2 separate regions of the Pan troglodytes genome follow, and region 1 is linked to region 2. The links are chromatin contacts, called in public Hi-C maps. All regions are on one chromosome and are shown on one strand. Each heading gives the region's core, a stretch centred on a gene start, on an enhancer-like site or on the middle of the called end of the contact. The rest is flanking DNA. Distances are from core to core; before and after follow the strand shown.

Region 1 (5,590 bases), core at 1,217-3,716, 160 kb after region 2:
GCTCGCTTTGCAGCCGGCGCTCTCCGGGTGTGGGCGGGTGGGGGGCGCCGCAAAAAAAGACCACAACCCGGGACGATTGTTTTACCAGGCCTAGGCGTGGCGTTTCTTTTCACGCATCCAATCTTTAAACTTTTTAGTCAAGAAAACCCTAATCCTTCCTGAATGCCCCTTCCTCCCAGAAAAAGCCCACCGAGCAACTCACTACTTTCCACGCGCGCTCCGAATTCTGGGCGGCGCCACAACCCTCCCTCCTCCGTCCTCCCCACACACACCTCAAGACTGTAGAACAATGAAAAAAGGTTACTTTGGTAAGAATGAAGGTAAAGAGGTGGAGGGAGGCAGCACTTTTAACTTATTGTTGCTTCTCTCTCGCCCCCACGGGAGTGGAACATATGGCTTGTCACGCTGCGCCGTTTTGGCGGGAGGTGGAGAGGGGGGCATGGGAGCCACGAAACCGAAGGGCCCGCAATGGAGCATGACTCCCTTGAAAATGATAAAATATATACTGTTAGGTTTGGATGCCGCCCACCCAAATAAAAAGTTAACGTGTCCCCCACCCGCCCCCTGCGCCTTGGCCCGACTGCTGGCGTGATGACCCAGGCGGAAGTCGCAGGGCTGCGCTTCTTTCCGATTTCCACGCGGGCTCCGCCGCCCCCCTCGGCCCTCGCACGTTTCTTCCCAGCACTCGAGGCCGCCGAGTCTGTTATGAAACCCGGTGCTGCGGAGTGGCTAGGATTGAGTTCCATTGCGATGTAATTAGGTCACCCCATTATGAGCACGTTTCTTTGGAAAGGACGGGGCGGGCCGAAGAGAGCGCATTCTCACCACCCCCAACACACTTTTTTAAAACTGCATTTCTTATTTATTCGTAAACATCTGGGCAAACCCAGCGAAACCTTCCAAATCACAATTGTTTGAGAAACCGGCTGTTTTTCAACTTTGTGAAACCCAACTTTTGCTGCAGCCACGAACCTACGTGATCCCAGCGGGGTCGGCTTTCATTTGTCTCCTCTGCCCGAAATGGATGGCCCCCACTTTAACCCGGCTGCTGCCCCTCGCTTGTTCTGCTGCTGCCCTCCAGCCGTCTGTTGCTTCCCTCCCCCGCTCCCATTTTTCAGCTTTTCTTGAAATCTGGCAAGCGCCAGAAAGGGAAATAACTTCCATCCACCTTAATTTAAATCATTCAAGTGTAGGTTTCTTTGAGGGATGTTTGCTCGTTCCTTTCCCAAGTGGGTGTTGGGGCTGTGGGGGAGAGATTTCGTGCAGTTTCTTGGTGATGAGGTAATGAGTTCCAGATTTCAGGACAGAGCAGAGTGCGCGTTGAAACCACAAGGTTAGTCTGAGTTGTGATGTGAAGCTATTTCGGTTTTTTATTCCCCCGGCCTCCACCCATTCCCGCTTCCCCACCCCCCACCCCCCCAAAAAGGGGGCCGGCTGGTCTTTAACTCCCGAGGGTTCGCAAAGCTCAGCTGGGGGGACCGGAGGAGGGGCTGGAAAAAAGCAAAAGGGAAGGGGACTGGGAGCGGGCGGGGCCCCCTTCCCGGCCCAGGGCCTGTCCCCGCGGGGCACCGGCTATGCCCCTGCTTCGGGCGGCGCCGCTTTCCCTCCAAGGCTGCGGGACCGGCCAGGAGCACCATCAGGCGCCCCAGAATGGCTACAAAGTGGATTTTTCCAAAGAAAGCTGATTCCTCGAATTTCCTCGGCTTTTCCAACTCCCGGAGGCCCTCCCCTCCCCCTCTCCCCGGGGGCGCGGGCTCCGCAAGGCTGCGACTGGCCTAGCCCGCTCGCTCCCGAGTTGTTTACCGGCCCCGCCGACCGAGGGTTTGTTCCAGCTCCCAGAGCCTGTCTCTATAATTAAACTCTTTTTTAAATTGTCGGGTTGAAACGTCATTTCGGGGACTTTCCAAGGGTGAGGGAGCCGAGAGGAGGGAGCGAGTCCCTTAACCCTTCGCTGACCCGGCGTCCCCGCCGCGGTGAGGGCCCGAGGGCGGGAGCCGACCCGCCCTCGCCCAGACGTGGTCGACAGGTGCCCAGGGGTGGCGGGAGGGCGGCCAGCCCCTACGGTGCAGGAAGGCCGAGGCGAGGCGTGCGTGGCCGTCCCCCGCCAACTTCGCGGTGCATTCCGCCCTCCCGCTCCTTACCCGCGCAGTCCCCAGGCTGGCCGCCGCCTCACCTGCACTGCCGCTTCCGACCGGGAGGCGGTGGGCCGGCTCCTCTGTCCCAGGCCCGACTTCCGGGCCCTCCCCATTCGCCTGGAGCGCGTCCCTTCGTGGGGAGGGGCGGCCCAGGTATTTTAGCTTGGAGGTGGTGGTGGGGTGGGATGTTCGGTTTTGTGCAAGGGGGAAAGTGAGTCTTCGGAGTGAAGGAGGCGCTGCGGGTGTACATATTCATCGGCCAATCTGGACCCCAGGCGCACCTCAAGGCAGATGACAGTGTGCGGCACTGGGCCGCAGAACCCCAGACGGTTAGGCCTAGTCACAGGCGTCAGCAGGGCACCCCCTCCTGAGAGCCCTGCAGTGTTGCACTTCCTCTCAGGCTTCAGGTCATTTGCAAAATCCCCCAAATTCTTCAGGTTGAAAGAGAGAGAGAGAGACACCTGGAGTCCCCTTGTTTAAAGCTTGGAATGCTGATTCCCCGGCCCAGATGGGGCCGGGGAATCTGCATTTTTGGTAAATTTCCATCTCACGACCCAAATACTAATGTTCGAGAATCAGTGAGCCAGTACATTGAAGTTAGGCAATCCTGGATCCAAATCTTGGCCATTTTCTAGCTATGTGAGTTTTCAAGTCACTGACCAAGGCCTCAATTTCTTCATCTCTGAAATAGGAATCATGATAACTGCCTACATTTGGCCCATAAAGTGCCTAGAGTCATGTCTCGCTGCAACCGTCTATATGTCATGCTGTTGTATGTAAACTAAGCCATTTGGAAACCCTTATTACACCACAAAACAAATTCCGGGGCTATTCACTTGGCAAAGGATTATTCAGTGTAGACTTCCATTAAATGGTCAACTGACAACTTATAAGTTTGATCTGTGTCACTCTCTATCCTCCACCCCCAGCCCTGGATAAGACAGGCCCTGAGGCCTGGAAATGGGGAGAGGCCCTGGGCTTGGAGCCTGGGGGAGAGTAAAGTGGTTCAGGGTAGGGTGATGGGGATCTGTTGCCCATCTGAAAAATACCTGATTATTGACACAAGTATTTTTGAAAACAACTACATCACTGGGGCCCTGTGGTAGTCTGTACAAGCCAGACTATCTTATCTCTCAAAGCCCTCAAGCCCCTCAGAAAGCTTAGTGTATATTACTGAGCTGTCAATATTCTCCTGAACAAGGCAGAGGCCTCAGGAGAGGGCACTTTAGGGTCTACGGTAAATGCGGCACTGCAGGGTGTCTGGAATCTCTGGGTTTGGGAGCAGGCCGCCTCCTGCTAGGACTACTGAGAATCCAATCCCAGGTCTAGCATTGCCCTGGGGGGTCTGATTGCTCGGGTCTCTGCAAGATGTTCCAACTGTCAGTGAAGTTATCAGGCCAGCCCACAGCCCACACCTCTCCACCCGCCCTAACCTAGGCCCCACCTAGAGCAGTCTGGCGTAATCTGACTCTCTTATTCCAGCTGGGGTTTTTCTCACTCCCCATGCACTTCTCCCACCCTCCAGGGCACTCCCTGTGCTCTAGTCCTTTTTAGATGAGAATGAGCCATCTTCCTCCTACTCCGGGGCCTTTGCACATGCAAATCCTTCTGTGTGAATCAGCCTTCCTTTAGCCCAAGTAAATTCTAAATCATTTTTTAGAACCCAACTCAAGCCTCACTTCCTCAGGGAAAACATTCTTGATGCTTTCCTTTGTCACAAAACAGTGTCCCTCCTCTCTCTTAGGCTCTCATGGAATGTTCATTTCCTTCAGAGTAGTTATTTCAGTTTGTGAGTATACATTCATTCCTGTAACTTTTTTTTTTACTTTTCAATTTAACATACAGTAAAATTGATCTTTATTTGGCATACAGTTCTATGAATTTTAACTTATGAATTGATTCATGTAACCACCACCATAATCAGGTAACAGAACAGTTCCATTACCCCTCAAAAACTCCCTCATACTATCCCTTTGCATTCATACTTTCTCCATCTCTAGTCCCTGACACTGATCTGTTCTCTATCATTGCAATTTTGTCTTTCCCAGAATGTCATACAAATGGAATCATATTGTATGTTTGATTTCACGCAGTATATGCATTTGATATTTAACCATGTTGTTGCATGTATCAATAGTTCATTCCTTTTTATTGATAAATAGTATTTCACTGTGTGCTTATACAATAGTTTATCCATTTTCCTGTTGAAGGGCATTGGATTATTTCCAGCTTTGGGCCATTATGAATAAAGTTTCAATAAACACTCATGTACAGGTTTTTGTGTGAACACAAGTTCTTATTTCTCTTTTTTTTTTTTGTTTTCGAGTCTCGCTCTGTCGCCCAGGCTGGAATGCAGTGGCACAATCTTGGCTCGCTTGCAAGCTCCGCCTCCCAGGTTCACGCCATTCTCCTGCCTCAACCTCCCGAGTAGCTGGGACTACAGGTGCCCACCACCACGCCCAGCTAATTTTGTTTTTGTATTTTTAGTAGAGATGGGGTTTCATCGTGTTAGCCAGGATGGTCTCGATCTGCTGACCTCGGGATCCGCCCACCTCGGCCTCCCAAAGTGCTGGGATTACAGGCGTGAGCCACTGCACCTGGCCAAATTCTCATTTCTCTAGGGTAAATAACTAGGAGTGAGATTTCTGGGTGATATGGTAACTGCATGTTGAAATTAATACAAAACTGCCAAATCATTTTCCAGAGTGGCTATACTATTTTGCATTTCCAACAACAACATATGAGAGTTTCCACTTGCTCCACATCCTCACCAGCACTTAACAGTATTACTGTTTTTTGTTTTAGTCATTCTAATAGGTATGTGGTAGTCTCACACTGTGGTTTTAGTTTGCATTCCTCTAATGGCTAATGATGTTGAACATCTTTTCATATGCTTATTTTCCATCTGCATATACTTTTTGGTGAAGTGTCTGTTCAAACCTTTTGCCTATTTTTTAGTTGGGTCATTTAGTTGGTCATTTTCTTACTGTTGAGTTTTGAGAGTTCTTTACATATTCTGGATATATAAAGTTCCTTTGTTGCTTATGTGACGTGCAAATATCTTCTCATGTCTGTACCTTATCTTTTAACTCTCCAAGCAAAGGATCTTTCACACAGCAAAAGTTTTTCATTTTAACGAAGTCTAATTTATCAGTTTTACCTTTTGTGGGTCATGCTTTTGGTGTCACAGCTAAGAAATCTTTGCCTAACCCCAGGTCATTAAGATTTTTTGTTACCTTCTGAAAGTGTTATATTTTTCATGGTCTGTTGTTAGGTGCATAAATGTATATAACTGTTCTATCTTCTTGCTATATTGAGCATTTTATTAATATATAATGTCCTTGTCTCTTGTAACCTTTTTTTTTTTTTTTTTTTTTTTTTTTTGAGACGGAGTCTTGCTCTGGCACCAGGCTGGAGTGCAGTGGCGCGGTCTCTGCTCACTGCAACCCCCACCT
Region 2 (5,367 bases), core at 679-3,178:
TTAGGGAGTTAAAAGCAAAGAGTATAAGGTGCACCTTTTCCTCTTTGGGCACTCGTCCCTTTACCACTGTCCCAGCTCTCCCTGGGGGCCATGCTGTCACTGGCAGCCTTTGCACGGTCTGTTCCCTCTGCTGGGAGTGTCTGTCCTACCTCCTTGGCTGCCTGGCCAGCTCTGGCTCACCCTTGAAGACGCCGCTCAGGCTCCTGCCTACCCAGGCTCCAGTGTCTGTGTGTGCGCTGCGTGCTGGCCATCCACCTCATATTCTTGCTCTGTCCACACTGTATAACCATCACTGGCTGGCCTGGGAGAGTTTGAAGGTGAGATTTCTTGTTCATCTTTCGATCCTCTGCATCCCAGGAGCCCTCAGTGAGGGTTTGCTAAGTGAAGCAGGCCAGGAAGGAATGCTGCGTTCTCAGGAAGACCTCTTCAGCAAAACACTGTTGACCTTTGCCTTTGCATCATGCGCCAGGCATGACCTAGCACAGCCATTTTAAACCTCTTAGACACCAAGAAACTCTTTCTTTCTTCTCCAGAAGCCAAACCATTTGTTTCTAAATTCCGCTTTCTTTGCCTCCGAGGCCCCCTCATCTGGAGCCTTCTTGCCCATCTAGTGTCTGGAGCTTCACATCCTCCGGGAGGTTCTTTACTGCTACTTTCAGTAAGTAAAGCCACTGACTTTTCCTTCAGCTGTGGGGTGCTCGCTGAATTCTTACCACTTCTTCAGGCAAAAACAACCTAGAAGCACTCTCTGATCCAAAGTGTTTCTCAGGGAGAGCGGCCAAGTGAGCACAGGAGCCGCTCGGCCGTCTGGGACTGTGATGTGATGTCTGAACAGCCTCTTTAGAAACACTGCAGCCTTTTCCAGGGATGCCATCCAGACGGGGACATCCCTCACAAGTTGTCTAGGGTCCTGGGGATGGAGGCCGGGAGCTCCGGATCGAGGGATTTAGCCTTATGGGGCCTGGTTGGCCCCGCCAGGCCAGCTGTGAATGAGGAGGGTGTCTGAGCTCTGTTTTGCACCCGTCCACTCACCAACTTATTCTTGACCTAACACACCATGCCCCTGCTGCCCTTGGCTGTGACGATGGGAAGCAACTGTCCAAAAAGCCTGAGGGGAGCCAGCTCCAAGAAACCCACCGTTGGCCCACCATGCCCACCCTTCTCAGCGCAATGACCAGTGGGTCTTTATGTTTTACAGTCAGGGCCTTGCTCTGTTGCCCAGGCTGGAGTGCAGTGGTACGATCACAGCTCACTGCAGCCTTGACCACCCAGGCTCAAGTGATCCTCCCACCCCAGCCTCCTGAGTAGCTGGTACTGTAAGCACACACCACCATGCCCAGCTAATTTTTTCTTTTCTTTTTTTTTTTCTTTTTCTTTTTCTTTTTCTTTTTTTTTTTTTTTTTTTTTGGAGAGAGGGGTTCTCACCATCTTGCCCAGGCTGGTCTTGAACACATGGGCTCAAGTGATCCTCCTGTCTTGGCCTCCCAAAGTGCTGAAGTGCTGGGATTATAGGCATGAGCCACCACACCCAGCCCTGGGCCTCTTTTTGAGGACACCAATGCCATTGCCTCCAGGCTAAACTGCTCTCCACACAAGTTAGTTCCATAGACTCTCCAGGTCCTTGGGACCCCATGAAACTCTCTGGGGCTGTGCCCAGAGTCCACTTGACAGAAACCTGATTCTTTTCCTGTGAGGCAAACAGCTGTGATCGGGACATGTCTGTCAGGGGATGACTTGGCAGAGCTACAACGCCAAGGCTCGGATGCATATTTTTTATGTGATTCCTTAAAATTCAAGCAGGAGAATACGCCTTCCCCCAAACGGCTGGCTCCCCCACTGCATTCGCATTCCCCCCACGATGTATAACAGGAGTCCGCAGCCCGCCCCTGGAGAGGACAAGGCTGTAATTCAGCAAGGCTCCAGTGACATCCTGACCGTGAGAGTGCAGCTGGGGCAGTTTATGAACAGTGCTCTAGTCCCTGGGGGAAGTTAGCTCTGTTCTCCAGCCCACAAGAGTCTATTGTTCGCTTTCTTGTTTTTCTCCAAATGTTTAGATGTGCTCAGAGCACAGAAAAGCCCGAAACCCAGGCCACCAGCCAGGGCGATCCTGAAGCAGGGAAGCCTGTGGGCTGGAGCTCGTGGGGCTACCCCCACCCACACACACCCATTGTTGTTCCTACCTCGCCCTAAGATGTGACCGTCCTGGAGGACAGAGGTAAGGGAGTGGCCTCTTTTTGGCCAGGGCTGTTTGGACAACAGTGGGCTTGGATTGTTCCAGCAAGTGAGGTATGAGACCACAGCTCAGGCTCACTTGGGTGGTAGCCAGAAGCAACTGCCCAAGTTACCTTGGGCCCATCCAAAATGTGCACAGAGAGAGTTTGGCAACTGTCTTCCAGTTGCTTGTCACTGACCAAGACTGCTGAAGTTTGACAGGAATAAGCAAGTTCTGGCCTCCTGTCTGCATCAAGAATCTGGGCTCCAAGGTACAGCCTCTTGAGTTGGACTCCTGCCATCAGCTCTTCCTAACTGTGCAAACTTGGGCGAGTTACTTAGCCTCTCTGAGCCTCAGTTTCCTCCTGGGTAAAATGGCACCTACCTCGTAGAGTTACTGAGGATTCAACAAGGTAATCAAGGTAAGCACTGGCACAGAATGAGCCCTCAATACATACTGGTTATTCTTTGTATTATTACTGTTATCAATGATTACTAGTACACCATCCCAAAGTCACCTCCTCTGCTTGGAGCATCCATTTTTGTACCTAAACCGAATGCCTTCAACAGTCTCCAGTTGTGGGTCAGAGAAGAGCTGTGCAAGAACGGCAATGCCAGAGGAATGAAGGATGAAGTGCCTTGTGATGTGGGGAGGAGAGAACGTGCTCAAAAGCCCGTCGCCTTTGCCTCCCACTCCCCTTAGCCCCAGATCCCTTTCTCCAGGGCTCATATTACCTGCCCTCCCCCAGTGGCTGGGATTCTCAGCCTGCCACTGGCTCCACAGTCCCTACAGAGCCACCGAAACCCTCCCACCCCTGCCTGGAAAATGCCTCTCCCCCGTATACCACCTTGGCGGCCACCACTAGTCAGCCAGTAATGGGGTGGGGGTGAGACGGAGGTGGAGCCTCTGGAAATGGTGCTAGGTCAAGGGAGAAGGAGATCCAGGACCCCAACTCCGTAGGCCTGGGATGCTGAGTACAGTTTAGAGATTGGGGATTCATTTACACCAGCTTGGGGGGCTTTGGTGTGAAGGGAGATGGACAGAGTATGAGGGAGGAGGAAAAGGTAGAGGGTAGAGGAATGCATCCTGAATCCTAGTCCTTTCTGACTGGGACAGTTCACATCCGTAAACGAGGCTCTGGGGCCTGCCTCAAGAAATGGAACTATGATGATCCCCCTTTGGATGCATTAATCCTTTCAAAAATAAGACTCTGGGAGCCTCCGGTGACAGGGCCATATGGTTTCCTTATCTTCCTTATCTTCCAGCACTCACCTTCCATTTGGAATGTTTATCCCAAGATAATGATCAGATTCCACTTAGGGTGATTGAATGGGGGCCTCTGAGTATCCCCCCCTCAATTTCAAATGAATGGGTGATCCGATCCAATAATAGATGAGCCTAACAGTCTCCTGCTAATGGATGGGGCTCCTCAGCCCCATGCCATGCACCCCCAACTTCCTTTTCCCGCAAATATCCACCCCCTTCAACCTGGGCAACTCCACTTTTACCTGCTTTATATAGTGGAGGGTGCTCTGTGTAAAATTTCTAGTGAGCCAAATGGAACTGCTTTAAACTATGTTTAAAAACCAGAGATATGATGCTAACTCAGCGATTTTCAATAGAAATGTAATGCAAGCCACAAATGCAAGCTACACGTGTCATTTTAAATTTTCTGATAGCCACACATCTGTAAAAATAAACAGATGAAATTAATTTTAAGGATATATTTTATTTGAAATCTAATTTATATCATAGTTATTTAATATAACTAATATATACTACATTTTATTAAACCCCAAAATATTTTAACTTGTTACCAATATAAAAATTATTTGCGAGGTATTTCACCTTCACTTCTTTGTACTTAGTCTTCAATATCCAGAGTATATATTGATTCTGACTAGCCACATTTCAAATGCTCAGTTGCCCCTGGGCTAGTGGCTATTGTATTAGATAGGGCAGATCTAGACAGACCACACTAAGAACCTAGGGCAAGGACAAACTCTGATGGGCGTAGTTGAACTGGCTGCTAGAGAGAGACCCTTTGAGAAGAAGAGCAATTTACAACTTTGCTCTGAGTCTAAGTGGAGATCTAGCCATCATCTTGCTACCTCTCCTTGCCTTTCCCCTCCCAGGGAGGAAAACACATAGGACACAGCATTTTTTTTTTAAGTGATAGCAGTTTTAATTGCTACTAATTTAATGGCAGTCATTTCACCTGCTAATAAAATTGTCCATTGAGGCCTCCAGCCGTGAGTGCTTTTTTCCATGGACTGTTTAAAAGTGAAGCTAATGCTGATTGTCACCAAACATCCATGTCATGGATCCACTGTACTTTGTCTGAAGAAGGGGAGGCCCGACTGGGGTAGACAGAGTCAGCTTTGGGTGATCACTGCCAGTAGACACCCTCTGATTCCAGAGAACAGGAGACACAATTCAGACTTTGACAGGACATTCAGATAAGTGTTCACTAGTCAATCGGATACCATATTTAAGGCTGGGCGTGGTGGCTCACACGTGTCATCTCAACACATTGGGAGGCTGAGGTGGGTGGATCATTTGAGGTCAGGAGTTCGAGACCAGCCTGGCCAACATGGTGAAACCACGTCTCTACTAAAAATACAAAAATTAGCTGGGCATGGTGGCAGGCACCTGTAGTCCCGGCTACTCGGAAGGCTGAGGCAGAAGAATCGCTTGAACCCAGGAGGCGGAGGTTGCAGTGAGCGGAGATTGTGCCACTGCACTCCAGCCTGGGCAACAGAGTGAGACTCAGTCTCAAAAAAAAAAAAATCCATATTTAAATGGCCATTCATGTTCTGGACCAGGCATTGGAAAAAAACAGAGTTTGTGTTCGGGGGTTTGTATATGTGCTTGATGTCTCCCAGTCCTAGTGAGTCTTGAATGAGTTAATAATGTAACAGGTCTCCTGCTGAAGCAGACATGCCCAGCGCCTCCCTGATCTTCAAATCAAGATAAACACGTACAAGAGCAGGCTGGGAGGGGAGTCCTCTGGCAAAGCAGGAGGACGGCGGCCCCAAGCAAGCCCCGCATGAGGGAAGGTGGGGAAGTAGATTCCAGGCCTCTTGGGAGAGCCCTTCATTGACCACCTTGTGGAATAGTTGCTCTCTAGCCCCTCTCTCTGCTTTGATTTTCTT

What was found. Hi-C and Micro-C count contacts between places; a contact is called where the count stands out from the background.
Region 1: a contact with region 2 is called in a Hi-C map of stem cell-derived neural progenitor cells, with 2.5 times the contacts expected there. The contact joins the promoter of ZFP36L1 here to the enhancer-like site in region 2. A contact is called at or near these places in 1 of 7 Hi-C or Micro-C datasets (stem cell-derived neural progenitor cells) and 1 of 1 datasets of contacts at active chromatin or transcription factors (stem cell-derived excitatory neurons).

Annotation. Positions count from the first base shown.
Region 1 is chr15:66,775,337-66,780,926 of NHGRI_mPanTro3-v2.0_pri, forward strand. It overlaps ZFP36L1 (ZFP36 ring finger protein like 1), which reads right to left and starts at 2,467. Exons shown (of 3, transcript XM_063793611.1): 1 at 2,174-2,467.
Region 2 is chr15:66,613,088-66,618,454 of NHGRI_mPanTro3-v2.0_pri, forward strand. The region is part of intron 10 of RAD51B (RAD51 paralog B); the gene reads left to right. Among named protein-coding and RNA genes, the nearest start is that of ZFP36L1, 160 kb to the right of the region's middle. Within about 2 kb of position 1,929, at least 9 of the 24 cell types and tissues checked have an H3K27ac peak or open chromatin away from gene starts, as enhancers often do. A contact at or near this core is called in stem cell-derived neural progenitor cells, where this site is marked.